Linked DNA regions of Mus musculus: regions 1, 2 and 4 are each linked to region 3. A link is a contact called in public HiChIP or PLAC-seq data. All regions are on one chromosome and are shown on one strand. Each heading gives the region's core, a stretch centred on a gene start, on an enhancer-like site or on the middle of the called end of the contact. The rest is flanking DNA. Distances are from core to core; before and after follow the strand shown.

The links. HiChIP or PLAC-seq counts read pairs in DNA pulled down with a chosen protein or histone mark.
Region 1: a contact with region 3 is called in a FOXA1 HiChIP or PLAC-seq map of pancreatic cancer cells. The contact joins two enhancer-like sites. A contact is called at or near these places in 2 of 39 promoter capture datasets (3T3-L1-derived adipocytes and liver), 2 of 115 datasets of contacts at active chromatin or transcription factors (embryonic stem cells and pancreatic cancer cells) and 1 of 9 other capture datasets (pancreatic islet).
Region 2: a contact with region 3 is called in an HNF4G HiChIP or PLAC-seq map of pancreatic cancer cells. The contact joins two enhancer-like sites. A contact is called at or near these places in 4 of 39 promoter capture datasets (3T3-L1-derived adipocytes, embryonic stem cells and liver) and 1 of 115 datasets of contacts at active chromatin or transcription factors (pancreatic cancer cells).
Region 4: an HNF4G HiChIP or PLAC-seq map of pancreatic cancer cells shows a contact between it and region 3. The contact joins two enhancer-like sites. A contact is called at or near these places in 20 of 39 promoter capture datasets (the 3T3-L1 cell line, 3T3-L1-derived adipocytes, the C10 cell line and 14 more), 1 of 15 datasets of contacts at CTCF or cohesin (the NIH/3T3 cell line), 4 of 484 Hi-C or Micro-C datasets (bone marrow-derived macrophages, cranial neural crest, embryonic stem cells and 1 more), 9 of 115 datasets of contacts at active chromatin or transcription factors (bone marrow-derived macrophages, double positive thymocytes, embryonic basal ganglia and 4 more) and 2 of 9 other capture datasets (adipose tissue and embryonic stem cells).

The regions. Positions count from the first base shown.
Region 1 is chr10:98,682,916-98,686,905 of GRCm38.p6, reverse strand. No RefSeq gene overlaps it. Among named protein-coding and RNA genes, the nearest start is that of Gm40750, 120 kb to the left of the region's middle. Within about 2 kb of position 2,580, at least 156 of the 459 cell types and tissues checked have an H3K27ac peak or open chromatin away from gene starts, as enhancers often do. A contact at or near this core is called in pancreatic cancer cells, where this site is marked.
Region 2 is chr10:98,659,638-98,663,784 of GRCm38.p6, reverse strand. No RefSeq gene overlaps it. Among named protein-coding and RNA genes, the nearest start is that of Gm34297, 120 kb to the right of the region's middle. Within about 2 kb of position 1,789, at least 22 of the 459 cell types and tissues checked have an H3K27ac peak or open chromatin away from gene starts, as enhancers often do. A contact at or near this core is called in pancreatic cancer cells, where this site is marked.
Region 3 is chr10:99,123,266-99,127,252 of GRCm38.p6, reverse strand. It overlaps Poc1b (POC1 centriolar protein B), which reads right to left. Exons shown (of 12, transcript NM_027740.7): 3 at 2,251-2,422. Among named protein-coding and RNA genes, the nearest start is that of Galnt4, 17 kb to the right of the region's middle. Within about 2 kb of position 2,707, at least 11 of the 459 cell types and tissues checked have an H3K27ac peak or open chromatin away from gene starts, as enhancers often do. A contact at or near this core is called in pancreatic cancer cells, where this site is marked.
Region 4 is chr10:99,625,374-99,629,231 of GRCm38.p6, reverse strand. All of the region lies in intron 1 of Gm20110 (predicted gene, 20110), which reads right to left. Among named protein-coding and RNA genes, the nearest start is that of Gm20110, 18 kb to the right of the region's middle. Within about 2 kb of position 1,326, at least 18 of the 459 cell types and tissues checked have an H3K27ac peak or open chromatin away from gene starts, as enhancers often do. A contact at or near this core is called in pancreatic cancer cells, where this site is marked.

The DNA of each region.
Region 1 (3,990 bases), core at 1,331-3,830, 440 kb after region 3:
TTTTCTCCTCCTCCTCCTCTTCCTCCTCCTCCTTTCTCTTCTGAAATAGTAATTCAGAAACCTATATTGAGTATTTAAGATACAGAAAGATAATTCCAGCACTCGGGAGGCAGAGGCAGGCAGATTTCTGAGCTTGAGGCCAGCCTGGTCTACAAAGTGAGTTCCAGGAAAGCCAGGGCTATACAGAGAAACCCTGTCTGGACCCCCCCCCCCCAAAAAAAAAGATATAGAAAGATAACAGTTCTTTTTTTTCTTTCTTTCTTCTAAGCAGGTGTATGTAGACATTGAGTCCACAGGTTCTGCCTGGTTAATAATTATAAACCTTCAGCCATCTTACACAGATTGTTTACTTTATGGTCTATAAAACCTCCATCCATGATTGTGGGTTGACTCCTATTGTACATAAAGGAAAACTGGTAAGTTTCATTGAATGTCCAACATGGGCAGACTCTACTCACCTTCTGATAGGGTGTTAACAGCTGACCCTATAAAGCCATTTTTAGAAAGCAGAGAATTTTGCATTCTAAAATATTGTTAATATGTTTTATTAAATTTAACCTTCTTTTTTGCTATGTAGTCCAGGTTTGCCTTGAAGTCCTAATCCTCCTGTCTCAGCTTCCCAAGTTTTGAAAATATAGGCATATGCCCCTATTCCTGGTTTAAATATCACCTTTAACTTTAGTTTTGCAAATGCAGAAATAAAAGAGATACATTGTTAAGACTTTTTCTAGGGATAAGATGGTTAATAGTTAATAGTTAATAAGATGGTTAATAGATATACTTAAATTTTAACAGCCACAGTGAAAGATTTTAATATCTGTCTTTCCAGTCATTTGTCATGATGTCACTTTTGAAAGTGAGTTAATAAATTAATTTTTAAAATGAAAATGAAAATAGATAATTAATTAATTGTATGGTACTAAGGACTGAGCCCAGGACCTTGGGCTTGCTAAGAAAGCACTTTGTTAACTGGGCGACCTCCCTGCAGTCATAAGGCCAGTATATGACCTAGAAAATTCGTGATCTTGTGCTTTACTGAATGACATGCTTTAGTGATTGGCACTTTCCCATTAAATAATTTATACAAGTGTTGCAGTTCTGCATTTTCCTAAGTCATATACTCAGATGTTAGTGATGAAAAGCTCTGAAATTCTTTGAAAGGGAACTTACTTGCAATCCCCACTTGCTTTGTAGACAAGAAAAAAAAAAGTCAATGGTAAATAATGTAACTTAGGGCCAGAAACCTGCTTCTCAGAGATTTCGTTTCCAAGATATTGACAGAATGCCTTCACACTCCTAAGCAAAGTTTAAAGATGACATTCCATCAAAGGCAGACTGTTTTCTTTTAAAAGCACCGCAAAAAAAGCCCACGTTGCCTTTTACAGACGAAGATAACAGCTTAACCAAGACAGAAAGTTGTGAGTGGTTGTTTATCGATGGCTATTGCTATTGTAGCAGGACACAGTGTCTACTAACCCCAGGCCTGTTCCAGGGAACTTTATGTTTTCTTCACCAAGAGAAAGCACAGAGCTGGTTCCCTGAATGTCAGGGCACCATCCTCTGCACGGAAAATGGAACAAAGAATCTTGTTTTTTTTTTTTTTTGTTTTGTTTTTTCCATGTGCTTCTGTCTCTTTGTAACTTTGCATTTGTGCCGTGTCCCCATTGTGACCCCATTGTCCTTTCTTTTGTATTTTTAAAAAAATTTAATCTCCCCGAGAGGCTATCAAGTTCTAATTGATTTCATAAGGCAGTGAAATAACAAAAAATGTTATTATTTTTTTTTTCTTGAGGGATTTGGAGCCCTGTAAAAAGTGCTTTCTGGTTTTGTGACCCCTTTCATTTCTATTTCGCCATTCAAAATATAAGAATAACAAAAAAAAGTTTCTTTGGAAGGTTATTAGTGGATTATACAAAATATGGTCTGAGAAAGTGCGAGTTTTTTTCCCGTCTCTAGAAATGCATGTTTTTTTGCACGTGCAATCTGCATTGCTTTAATCTCAGCTCTTGATGGCTCGTTGCTGAATATCTGCTCAGGTTTTCATTCTCCCCATCGATGCTCACTCTTAATGGAGTCTGTTTTTCGCTCTTACTCTGTATTCTATTTACCATTTTCTCCAAGAACGTTTTTCCAATTCCCTTTTGCTGGGGAATAAGTTAAAAGTGCCACAGAGTTCATTTAAGAAGCAATAAAGGAGTTAGTCAGCAAATGAAAGAATAGTAAAATAAAGAGACTCATTTAAACTGCTTACAATCTTGCAAAGAAAGATAAAAAACCAATTTGACAGATCATGGAATTTGAAGCAATAAAACTTGGAAGCTGCCACTCATATTAGCTTGGACCCCACCTAGAAGCCCTTTGGACGAGTGTGAATGGAATGTGCCCGTTGACTCAATCCGGGCGGGCGAGCGTGAGGGACTTTTAGTGTGTCTCTTCCTGTACTTTGCTGATTTCCCTGGGACATTCGCTTAGGAGGGCAAGCTGGATTCTATGGTAACCAGAGAACTACACTGACCCTGTTGCCAGGAAAGGTATGAAACACAAAACCAAAACAAAGCAGGCAGGAAGGAAGGGGCTTCCCCCTACGGCTGACTCGAGAGATGTCAGAGGAAACATAAAAACACAACTGTGAAGCGCCAGCACAGTGTTTTCATATTTATAGAGAAGTGACTCGGGTAAAGCAAGAACTAGTATATGGTAAAAACAGCCGGTCCCCTCCCTCAGCACGGAGGGCTGTTTTTTATCCCACAAGCAAACATTTCCATGCCACTGTTGAATAGCTAGGATTTATGGAGAACTGATTTTATCCTAGGGACTTCTGTTTAATTCACAGTCCCCTTTAAAGGTAATCTTCATTTTGTCTTCTAGGTTCATCTGAATTCAATTTAGTTAATTAATCTCAGTATCGCCATACAAAGACCGGTAGTGGTCCATCCGCAGCTTGGTCCAGAGAAATCTCTTTGATAGCTCTTTAAATACTTGCAATTGTGCAACAAATAGCAGTAGTACTCCGTATCTGTTGGCTTGTGGAATGAGGTTAGGAGCATGCTCTGTTCACTGGTCCAACCCAGGAACCTAGTTCAATTCCTGACCCGTTGTACCTAAAGAGACATCTGTAGAATGGCTGACATTTCAGGAGTCTGGGCTTCAGGGAAGTGGTTCCTTTTCCATTGTTTCTAACTTGTAGCAGCAAGGCCAGAGGTCTGTCACTAGCTACTGCCTGGGAGGTTGTTTTTGCCAAGAATTTGGAGTACATAGACACGCCCACTTTTGGCTATCAATCACAATCCAGTATTTTAAAAGAGAGAAATCAAGTTTTCGTTCCATTTTAAGAGGTTGCCTAGGCACACACAGTCATGCAAATAGGTCATGTTAATTTTTGAAGTGACGACATTAAGAACCGGGCAGGACCAGTTTCCTAAGTTTTACCTGCATACTGGTTAGACAAAGATCCTTCAAATCTTCTATTCCATATTAAGTGTTCATAAAATTATTACTTTCTCTCCCTTTTCAGTTTAACAATGAGCTCTTTGTAGTCAACAGAATTCTCCTTTCTCCATCCTCCCACCTTAGATCCTAGTTTTCATTGCAAGAGCTTAAGGAATGCATGTTAAATGAGTTATAGTGCCATCATTTTTATGATGTTGGGCTGGGCAATGTTCTTCACTCTTTTGTATGTGACATTATAGTCTAGATTAGGCTGTAGTAACCACCTTAAACTTTCTTTTACATTCCTGGTCCCCTAAAGTGCTTCGCTTTGTACCATCACATAGGGATTACTGCCTTGTGATGATGGCATTAAATATCCAGGTTTCAGGGGTTCTAATAGCAAGAGATTAGAAGGAAGGCAAGCACAACTCAAGCTAAGAAAGCATTGGTCCAGAGTGTCGTTCACTTTACCTTAGCCGGCACTGGTCACACGATCACATTTTCACATAAAACCTCAGCAGACCATGGAAAGTGTAATCTCACATCTAACTCAAAGTGAAA
Region 2 (4,147 bases), core at 540-3,039, 460 kb after region 3:
AGATGGACTGTGTGGTCTGGGCTCTTCAACCCTGCATTTTGATTGGCTGCGATTTTTCTGTAATGTTCTCTGCCTAGTAAGTCTAGTAAGAGAGCTGTTGGTTATAAGCAAAGTGTACCTACCACTTTTGCACCCTTAGGGTTACTGTGATGTGTTGGATATTGATATGTTCAATAGGCGTCATAGATGGGATGGCTGTTGGTTATTTCCCTCCCTTGGAAGCTTGCGTGGCACCTTCTGGTATCCTGGAAACTGGTTCTCAGGGAGGAAGCTTTCATGTTAGATTCAGCTTAGGGCCTCTTGGTCCTGTGTCTGAGTGCATGATGTCTTCAGCAATAGGGGCTGGTGTTAAGTTTTGTTGTTGTTGTTGTTGTTATATGCTTGTTTATTTTTCAGATGATCTGTGGCTCATGGCATGGGGGTAGGGATGGGGTTGCAGAACATTTTTGACACATATGGGCACAGTTTATTTAAACTTTGCATGCATATTCATGCACTGCCTTCTATGCATTGCGGATATGGTTTTTTTTTTTTTGTTTTTTGTTTTTGTTTTTTGTTTTGGATAGTCAATAGTATGACTCCTTATGACTTTTCTCAGATATTTTTACTGTTATTTTGTCCTCTTTTCTCCTTCTATATGTGTGTCCCTCTCCTCCATAATTAAAGCCCCATTTTCCTTTTCAGATCACTTATGCCCCGCCACTCCTTTCTGCTTGCTCCCCCCATTGCAATAATTCCTCTTTATTTTCCTGGTTTCTATAGTTACCCCAGGGTATAGACTCACATCTGAGATTTTGGAGCTAGGAACCTGAAATGAAAGAGAACATACATTGTTTTTGGCACATCTATATGTATTTATACCTATTTGTATCTATAGCTATATGTACCTATATCTGTCTGCCCACCAACCATACGGATGGGTATCCATCCATCCATCCATCTGTTTGTTTTTGTTTTTTTCAAAAAAGGATTTTTCTGTGTATCCCTGGCTGTTCTGGAACTCACTCTGTAGACCAGGCTGCCCTCAAATCTGTTTGGCTCTGCTTCCCAAGCACTGGGATTAAAGGAAAGGCATACACTACCATCACCCGATTCTGACATGTATTTTTCAAAAATCCCTATTCCTTGACTGGGTATCCAAAAGAAACAAGAAAGTTTGAATCTGAAAATTGGAGGATTCCTCAGATGGTTTGTGTCCTATGTAATGGATGAACCTCTAGTCTGACTGAGTACATAAGAGCCTGATATATCTCACATCAGAAAGGTTAGGGGCTTTGTAGACACCCATCTCTTTTTGCCTACATCAATTATTTACCTTCAGAATACATCGGTAATAACAGCAAAGAGAATAATTTTCGGACATTTGTATTTTGACTTTTTCCAGAAGTATGTGATCAAGGTAGAGAAAAGTATTCCACTTTAAAGATGAGCTCAGAAGACATGGAGGTTAATGTAAATTAACACAAGGTCTTTCAGAGTTTAATTAATGAGGTCAGAAGAGTCAGGCTTGATCTCTGGTCTTCTCTGAATCACTGTGCTGTTATGTAGATGATTGTATAACCTTGTGGACTGATCTCTTCATTTATTTTTCAATTTTTCTTCCCCAGCTCAGCAACACTCCCCCAAAAGTGAATTTCAGGATTTATATATAGCTTTTCTGGCAGAATCTAACAGTAGAGATGGTCCATGGCCAAAAGCCCTCACATGTCAGTTTCCTGCTGTGTGGACCACACTCCCAGGCTTGCTCTGAGGACTAAGAATGAAGTTTTGCTTATTTAAGTGAGTAAGCTCTCTTTTATAGCTGATAAAACAGGGATACAGTTCTGTTTTGATAGCATTTAGGAGGGAGATTAAAGAGTTATGTGGGCAATTTAATCACTGTAGAAAGTCAGCCTGGGTATTCCAGGCCTGTTGAATAGGTTTCTCTTTGGCTTGAATTCTGCATACAGTTCTCTCTTCTAGTCAGATCAATGAAACAGATGTTGATCTTGATCTTCACAAGGTGATGCAGAGAAGGGGCCATGGAGCATGTACATCACATGTCCTCCAAACCAATCCCCCAAAATTAAAAAAAATTCAAACCTAAAGATAGATATGCTACTTTTCATTGCGACTTTCTCCCTTCTCTAATCTGAGCGAGTAGTATTGAAGTTAGATGTTAAGTTTTGACATTTAGGTGTCGAGGAATATACAGAATTTATACTTCAAAAAGAAAACTGTCCCCAGACAGATGTAACTTCTGTAGATAGACAGCTTCTAATGAATGTAAGCATTGGAGTTGAACCTGCACTTCACAAGTGGGTTATAATTATTTTCACCTCTGGTTTTCTGGGCATGTTCATGTAGACTTTTCTCTCTTTTATAGACATTGTTAAAAGGCAGGGATACATTTGTGATAGACTGGGTGGTGGGGAAGAAGAAGGTGGTGGGGTTAGGGAAGACAATGACCTCCATGGATGCTATGAATAAAAGGTTGGGGGCAAGTAGTGTTCAGGCCTTTGTCTCTCACTTCTTTCACGTTGGCCTTCTGTGAATGGCATTTCCATGCACTTCTAGATGAGAACAAAGTGCTTTCTTTCCATTTTGGTTTTTTTCTTGCCTCCCTTCCTAGACCTTTCCTTTCCTCTCCCCTCTTAGTGTAAACAAGGTGCAGCATCAAGTCTGAGCGGCTTGCCACCCACAGTCAAGCTAATCTCTGTAATACCTGCCCACAGCTTGCTTTCACTGAGTGCTTAATCTGCATGAGGAAGTATCTGCAAGGCCACTTGGCAAGACATGCAATTTTCCATTCTTTAGAAAATGAATGAAAAGGCAATTATTGCCTCCCAGTGCTTGGAGCATAGCACAAAGAACCAGTTCTGCACTTCTTGACCAGGATCCTTGGCTGCTGCTCTTCACTGCCACTCCCTGACTTCTTGGCCTGATGTTATCTGACCAAGTCTGAGACAAACATGTCTTTGGGTCTTGGGAAGTGACTGCATTTCTCAGTTGGGAATAGTCATGATACAAGTACAAAAACATTTTATGAATGCTCATTGTGTGCCAATACCTGAAGACTAAGGAGACAACTGAGACAACCTCTGCTCTTTGAATAGAACTCCTTTCATAGTGGGTGGGGCAACTGTGTAAGCACACACTGTTATTTCAAATTGCACTACTAAGTGTAAGATAGAAGAATTCATAACTAGCTTTTGTTCAAGTCTCAGAGAGATTTCTATAAAAGTTGAGCTATGTGAACTAGAGTTTGGAAGAGAGCTCAGATTTTTAAAGGTGGATAACAGGCATTATGGTGCAATGACACAGGAGGAGATTGAAAGATATTAGTTATAATAAGAGAAAAAGTCATTTAATTCCAGGCCTTTTGGAAAGATAAAAACCACCATTTAAAATGATAGAGTGTAATATAAATTCAATGAACAATTTGATATTTGTTAAAACAAGAGTTTCACAAGCCTGTGCCAAGAGCAGTTGACATATTATTCAGGAAAAATTGAACACGTACAACCTGTACCAGCCACATGGATCACAACAGCGAGATGCACTGCTTGGCCCTTTTATAATCAAAGCTTGCTGATTTAAATGTAAGTTATATAAGATGGCAGGACAAAGAATGGGTTATAGAAGAACAACTCAGGAAGAAGGGTCAGCCACTTATGGAAATCTAGAAAAGGCTTATGGTTGTCTGGAACTCCTGCAGGTTTTTCTTATTCTGGATCTCTATCCAGAATCCTTTTAGTATCATGTCTTTAATAAAAATGCAAAAGAAGCTCTCTTTATCCTTATGGAGCTCCGTATCCAGTAGAATAAATGATATGTATATGTAAAAAATAGTTAAGTCTTATTTTCAAATTGTGAGGTCATTGAAATCTAAAGGGGGAAGGACTAAACAAGATTAAATTGAGTTCATTTAGAACAAATAGGGAAGAGAAAGAATGAAAGGTGTTTAAGTTGGAAAAGAGGATGCCAAATTGTCATTCTTTATAGAGGATACGATTTGTGTAGAAAACCTTTGAGACTCCACTAAAATCTACTAGAGTTAATAAAGAAAATTAGCAAAATTGCAGCATGTAAACCAGCATAAAAAATCAGTAGCATCGTTATATTCCATTTGTGGACATCTGGAGAAGAAATTAAGAAAGCAGTCAGA
Region 3 (3,987 bases), core at 1,458-3,957:
AGCCACAGTCAATATCATAAAAACTACTTCCTGCACTCCAGGCTGCACCGCACCCTCAGACTGCCCTACTACACACGTCCTTTCTAGGGCCTCCCCAGCGGGCCTGGCCCGACCTGGGCTCTGCTGCTCCGGAAGCGCAGCAGATGCCAGCGTAGCAGAGTTCCTGTGCTGTTGGCTGGGCTGCTGCCTCGCTCCTCTGTTCTGAATCCAGTCTGACTTCTGTGACTTACTCTGTCCAGCACGAGCAGTACTGTGCAGTCAGCACGAGCAGTACTGTGCAGTTGAGGGCCGAGTCCTTGACAGGTCCTGCAGCTTTTGCTGTTACGGTCCTGGAGCTGTCAGTCGGGGAAAGTCTAGGCTATCCCACAGGAAGAGCAGGCTCAAGGAAAACCAAGGTCCCGGACTTGTGACTGAGGCATACACTTTCAATCTGAGTGGCTGTGTGGGTAACCTCAGCCAACACCAAAATACCCCAAATACCCATAGAATAAAGAGAGGTGATAGTTTTTGGATTAAGGTGCTAACTACGGGGGATTTTAAACAGAAATAGGCAACTAATCACTGATATATAATTCCCAATTGCTCTGGCCTGACTATGACATTTAGAAAGAGAAACCAAGGTACAGAAATACAGTCACTTTGTAGATATATACACCAAGTTAATGATTGGAGATTTTAGCCCACCTACCCGGCTAAGCTTTGCTTCCTGAGATGTCCCAAATCAGTAACACACAAAAGGCTGCAACTCCTTAAACCATGAACTGTCCTAGCTTTCCGAGGCTAAGGATTTTGCAGCACGTTTCTGCCTGAACCCTAAGCCCATTCCCTTCCTCCTCTGAATTTCCTGACAGTCCATGCACATTTCTGTGTCAAGTCTTGGCAAGAGTTTCTACTTCTGTTAGTATACCACTCAGATTGGCAGAATTCCCCTTGGGTGGTGGCAGAATCAAGTTGCTAGCAGCAGGCAATCACTCGTGAGCTTTCTTCCTCTGTAGGTGCCTGGCCCATTTAGTTACACACTGCAAATCAAAACCTGCCACAACAGAATCAAGAGAAATGCTGACACTCCAATCCTCTGGTACAGGACAGAGGAAAGTGGCAGTACATATGGGATTATTAGAAAATATAAGTCTAAAAATATCTAAAGAAGTTGGAGGTCTATATGATACAAGGATGGCTCAACAAGGGCAGCTATTAAAGTTGTTGGTGGGTACAGTGAGAAAGTGGGACCATTCATTTTTTATGGATCTGTGAAATTTTATATACTTAGAATTTAAAACTTAAAAGATATCCTAACTACAAAACTTTTATAATAGACAGGCTATCAGCTCATGTCTGAACAGAAGATCTATTATCAAATAATATAACTTCAGCAAATGCATTAATATAGTATATATATATATGTATGTGTATATATATATATATATATATTAATATATATGAATGTCTTTTCAAGACAGGGTTTCTCTGTGTAGCCCTGGCTGTCCTGGAACTTACTCTATAGACCAGGCTGGTCTTGAACTCAGAACTGTGTCTTTCTTCTCAGTGTTGAGATTACAGGTATATGTCACCATACTCAACAATGATTTATGTATTTGTCGGAAATGTTTTAAACAAGAAGATTCTAGAGCTCCTAAATGAATGATAACAATCAAAGGATGCTCCAGGCACAGGGGTGTCAGGCACAGGGTTGTCAGGCATAGGGGTGTCAGGCACAGGGGTGTCAGCAGGGTCTCTGGGGCCCTTAAAAACCCTGGCTGGGCAGGGACTGTGGGGCTAATAATGAACTTCTGATATACTCCACTGTGTTTCTTTCGGATTTACATAGATATTTCTAACCATCTCCCAAAGCTTCTGACATATTGTGCATATCTCCAGGTTACAAATGATTGTTCAAAAAGAGGGCATAATTTTGAGTTGAATTTTGAGAAACTTGTGTGAAATAGTTTGTCTTTAAAACCAAGGCAGTGGGGTTGGGGATTTAGTTCAGTGGTAAAGCACTTGCCTAGCAAGCAGAAGGCCCTGGGTTCTATCCTCAGCTATGGGAACAAACAAACAAACAAACAAACCTAAATACATAAATAAATAAACAAATAAATAAAATAGAACCTGGGCAGTATATCTGTGACCCTAATGAGTACAGGTCCCTAGGGAGTTGAAACATCGCCCCAAAAGGTGCATTAAGAGCAGGCAGGCCTCAGCACCTTCCACAGCTCCAACCCAGACCCCATCAGTGTTTGCACCTCTTACCTATCAAGAACCCACAGTCTAACAGTTCTGTCCCTCGAGGCAGAGGCTAATAGGTTTCCTTGTGGCGAGAACTGCAGGCTGGTTACAACATCCTTGTGGCCCACGTATCTGTAAGCTCTAGCGTGTGGCTTCAAACTCCATAGCATGAGAAAGGTGTCCCACGAAGCAGTAGCTGTCAGGAAAGAGGAGAACAGGCCGGTGTTGAGATACACGCACGCCTTATCAATAACAAGAAGACAGAGAACTTGGGGGTTGTGGGCTGGCCAGGTAATGACAGAAATATTTTATTATTTAAAAATATTTAAATTTTATTATGGGTCTTCTAAGTTGGTAGTGCCCTGCTACCCAGCAGGGTACTAGCCGCAGTGACTTAGGCAAGCTCAGGGACTGTGCCCTACAAGTAGGAGCACACTGGAGCAAAGTGCATTAGTCACCCTCCCTCAGTGTTACAGAGGGACAAATGAGGTACTTAAAAAAACTATGTGGATATGAGCTCACACAGAAGTCATATCTTAAATAGCACTACTACACCCTTAGCCCAATCCCACCTGTTAATATTTTATCTGTCTGTCTTTGGTTCTCTTTGTACATGAACACGTGTGTATGCAGAGACATTTTTTTTCTTGAACCATTTGAAGACGTGTTGTATAGATCACAGCATCCTCATTCCTAAAAGTTTCTGTGTGCTTGAGCTAAGAGTGTGGCTTCTCTCCCACAGTCACAGGATGGGTAAGCTTAGGACACTATCACCCACCGAGACACCCTACCTTTGTCAACTGAACCAGAAACGCTTTAAAGCTCGGTGAGATGACCTTAAAAATCTGTTTCTGCTCTGTAACTTTATGACACTTGATGATTAATCAAAAGAACTGAGTCAGAGGTTAGCTTAAAAATCGTTAAGTGGAGGAAATATGAATGTGATCAAGAGCGGAAATAAATTCCTTGACAAAGGTGGATTTAATTCATGCCTACAAAACAAGTTCTGTTATACACACATCCCAGAACAGGCCCAACAACGAGGCCTCGCAGGGCCAAGAGGGCATGGCAAGACAAACACACATACCTTGGTCCAAGTGTAGTATGAAACTGCACTTGGGTTTGGAAAAGAGGGTATTTCATGATCTGGGAGAGGAAAATTGTCACTGTCATGGGAGAAGAGATTTCCCTTTTCACATGAATCCATTCTGTATGCATTACAGATAAAATGTCATGGTAAGCTTTGAGAGAACCTAGAGTAGTTTTCTGACTGAGGGTGGCTAAGTTTGCATAAACAGCATATATAAACTATTCAGCATAAAGAGAATGACATTTTGTGCTGCAGTTAAATGAAAAAAAAGTTTGTTCCTTGAAAAAAAAAATCTATCACTGTAAGCAGTGTGTGGCAGCACAGGCCTTTAAATCCCAGTGCTTGGAGGAAGAAGCAGGCCATCTTCATGAGTTCGAGGACAGCCTGGCCTACATAGTTTCAGGCCTCTCAAGGCTGTATATTTCAACAGGCTTCAACCCTTGCTGTAGAAAGAAGGAAAGAAAGGAAGGAACAAAGAAAGGAAGGAAAAAAAGAGAGAGAACCCCAAAATAAAACAAAACCTCCCACTACTTTGCTGAGCATGATTGATCATGTCTGCAATCCCAGCACTCAAGAGTTGGAAGCAAAAAGAGCATACATGACTTAGAGTCTAGCCTGGGCTACAAAGAGTACATTACACGTCAGACTGAGCTACAAAGTAAGTCTCTCTC
Region 4 (3,858 bases), core at 77-2,576, 500 kb before region 3:
ACATCCATTATAGCAGGCTAACTCGCTGCTTCAAAGAAAAGAAATACCTCTGAGTTACCACAAGTTAGACTTCATATTTGCTGAATATTGGACTATGAGGGAAAAGTTTGAGGGAGGGGGAGGTAATATGGATCCGTGTGCTTAGGTTTTGTCTGCAGAAACCTTAAGGTCAGAATCCACAAAGATGAATGTGAGACATCAGACACGGGTAGAGTGATGTCTCCCAGGGCTGAGGTTCTATTGAGACCCTCATCTCTGAGCAAAAAGATGTCATTCTAAACAAAAGCCATCTATCTGTGGTTCATTAAAAGAGAAAAATATGGAACATACAAATTTGAAAAAATAAAAAGTCATTTCCACTAAGCTTCTTGGGCAATAAATGCAAATCCATAGGAACCAAGTCAGGACAGGAAGTACTGAGAAGACAAGGTGACTACAGATAACCTGATGGGACGTTAGAGAAAAGCGGAATTAAAGTTAATTGAGATGTCTGAGAGTAGCTGTAATTTAAGACATGCAGTCTTGAAATCTTTCAAGTGGGAGTGGCCACAAAATAATTTGAGTTTTCAACAGGGAAAGCAGGGACTAAGGAGATAACCCCGTCATTAAAGAGATTCCCCTGGAAGCTTGGGGACCCCAGTTCAGCTCTCAGCATCCAATTAATACATAAATCTTTAAAACTTTTGAGTGTGGTGGTGTGGCATGCACCTGTAGTCCTGGGTCTGGGAAATGAAGACACTGGTAACCCTAGGGATTGCTAACTAGTCAGGCTAGCCAGAGTGATGAGAGACTCTAGCTCCAAATAATAATAATAATAATAATAATAATAATAATAATAATAATAATAATAAGTGGATAACAATGAAGTGGACACTCAATGTTGACCTCAGGCCGCCATATGCGCACTTGGGTGCGAGTGAACTTTCATATGCATGTACACACAAGCATGAACACATTAAATAATAAATAAATAAATAAGACTTTATTAGGTCAAGCTAAGGAGATACAATATTTCTAGCACTTTCTGCTTCTACTTCCCCCCACCCCCGCCATTTAGTTTGCTAAAGTAGCATAATAGTTGGAAATGGTTTTCTCTTCACGCAACTATTTTCATGAGCTTGAGTTGTTTTTCTCAATATTGCCTATAACTCGAAAAGGTTAATAAATCAAGCCATGTAGACCTATTTACTTCTTAACATCTCAAGCCATCCCAGAACTTAATTGCTGGAGGCCATGTTTGTTCTGTTATAAGGTCAAATCCTCGGGCTTCCTGATTCCCCTTCATTTTGCTGCAGGGTTACATGATGATGGGTTTGCCAAAAGAAATACAATGACTAATTCTTTCATAGACAACTAAATCTCGAGCTACATCCTAAGCTCTTGAGCTGTTACTGACATTTAAGAGAAAGAGAATCCAGGATACTGAGGAAGAAAAACTAATAACCGAGAGGGGAAAGGGTACCCCAGACAAGCATTAATATCCCACATGATAGCTTGAACTGGCCATTCCTTGTCATGCACCTGGAGACCAAGTAAACTCACCTAATTCCTCAGTGGTTTCCAGCCAGCCCAGCCCCGACTTGCCTTGAGACATGAACTGGCTCCACAGAAACCAGGAAAACAAAGCCTGAGGAAGATTTTGCAAAGCTCAACCGGACAAGCTGTGCCAAGCAAACATTAGATATTTGCAAAGGCATTCCATTCTCCTTGGGCTGGTTTCCTGTGTGCACACTTCGGGAACAATGCCTTCTGCACCTTCCCTAAGGCCCCTACTTTGTCGGATTATAAATGGGCTCCAAGTCTCACAGACTGTAGAGTTCTGTCCCGCTGAACATCAATGCCTATAGACCTATGGTAACACGCATTTCACAGGATGAGAAAGGCACATCCTGTGGCCCAAGATGCTGAGAAATTCTAGAGCCTTGGTGGTCACAATGCACCTTTGTCTTGTACAGGATCAGAAAAGCTGTTCGGGAAAAATCTTGTATGTGTAACCTCCCCAATGCTAGTCCATCCAAAGACCTCTTCACTTTTGACAGGAAGTTAACTTCAGAAATGTTACCACAAGAGATTAGCATGGCTTTCTTGAGACGCTGAAACAAATTGCCACAAACTGGATGTCTTAAGACAATAAACTTTTGGTTTTTGGTAGCTCTAGAGGCCAGGAGTTCAGAAGGTCTGATGAGAGCCAGAGTCTCTTCCAAAACCCTGGAACCCATCCCTTGCCTCTTGAACTTCTGATAGATCTGGGCGTTCCTTGGCTTGAGGCCCCATCACTCAGGTCTCCTGTCCTTTGTGTTTCTCTTTTCATACCAAAAGTCTTCTCCTTAGACCACCCACAGTAGGTTTCTCCTTTCCACCTAAGGAGAGATTTCTCTTCTTCTACGGGGCAATATTTATAGAGTTAGGAATCAGACTGTGGGATGTATGTTTTTATGATCACCATTCAGGTATGCTAACTGAAAGCAAAAGAGTACATTCATCTTGAACCCATCCTGTAACAAACCTAGGCCTTGTTCTGTGCTGATCCTAAAGAGTCAAGGCCTGGTTGGTATCCCCACACCCCCAGTACTTCAGTCTCAGTGGAAGAGAAGGACCTAAAGTGAATTTATTCAACACGAGGCAGTAAGACAATGACAGTTATAATCATAACAGAACGAAGAAGGTGATGAGTTTGCCCTGGAGACACAGGTGGGCTCTTTAGAGATGAGGATGCTCTCTTCAGATTGAAGACTGGGATGGCATGGCGGTGCGTGCAAGAGGTCAGAAGGCTGCTGTAAGTGTGAGGTCAGCTTGGGCTACACAGTGAGACTGTGTCTCAAAACAAGAACAAACAAACCAACAAAAACAGAAAAACACTTAAAAATATTTAAGAATGAACAGAAGTTCCCAAAACAAAAAGAGAAAGAAACAAAGTGTGTTTGAAAATCAGCAGACAGCATTTTGGAATTAGGTCTCTCAGTCCACTTTTATGTAGGTCCCAGGGATCAAATTCAGGTCATCAAACATTCATAGCAAAAACCTTTCCCCACTGAGCCATCCTGCCAGCCCTTGATTCACTATTTGAATGGATATATAAATGAGGACACAGAAGGCATGCTGACCAATTTATCCAGATACTAGAAAATTAGAGTGCTTTCTTGGATGATAATCAGATTTCAAAAAGTTAACAGAAGGTCAGAACTGAATAATTTAATACTCCATCCCTGCATTGTTTTAAAAAAGAAGAAGAAGGCAATACTCAGAAGGTGGATTCATTATTGTTCAGAGCTGTAACTTCAAAGCTGGATAAGATCAAGCCTAATATTTAATATCCTTGAGCAAATGAACAAAGAAACTACTTAACGAATTAACAAGGAAATAACTTGCAAGGTTTACTAGACAAAAAAAAAAAAAAAAAAAAAGGTCATTCAAAGATTTGTGTGAAGAGTCAAGAGTGTATCTGCAAATGCCAGGTAGAGTCTTTATAAAGTAATGATTCCCCCTTACTCTGGTTCTCACGGTGAATGACACCTTATTTACAATAGATCCTTGAACTGTGTGAAAGAAATGAGCCAGATGTCACCCGATGCTCTCTCCATCTTAATGGAGCCCTGTGAAGAATCCTCCCAGGGAGCTTGGAAGGGGAGAGCTCAAAAGCACAAAAGGGATCCGTAGCTGGGTGTGGTGGCCCCTCCCTGACCCCAGCATTCAGCAGGCTGAGGTGGGATGGGAGCCATAAATTTGAGGCTAGCCTGGGTTACAGGGTGACTTCCAAGTTAACCAGAATAAGGTGAGCCTCTGTCTCAAAAGCATAATAGTCAGGGTGTGGGAGAAATGTACTGCCAAGACTAGAAAGAACACTGCCCCCAGTTTCTC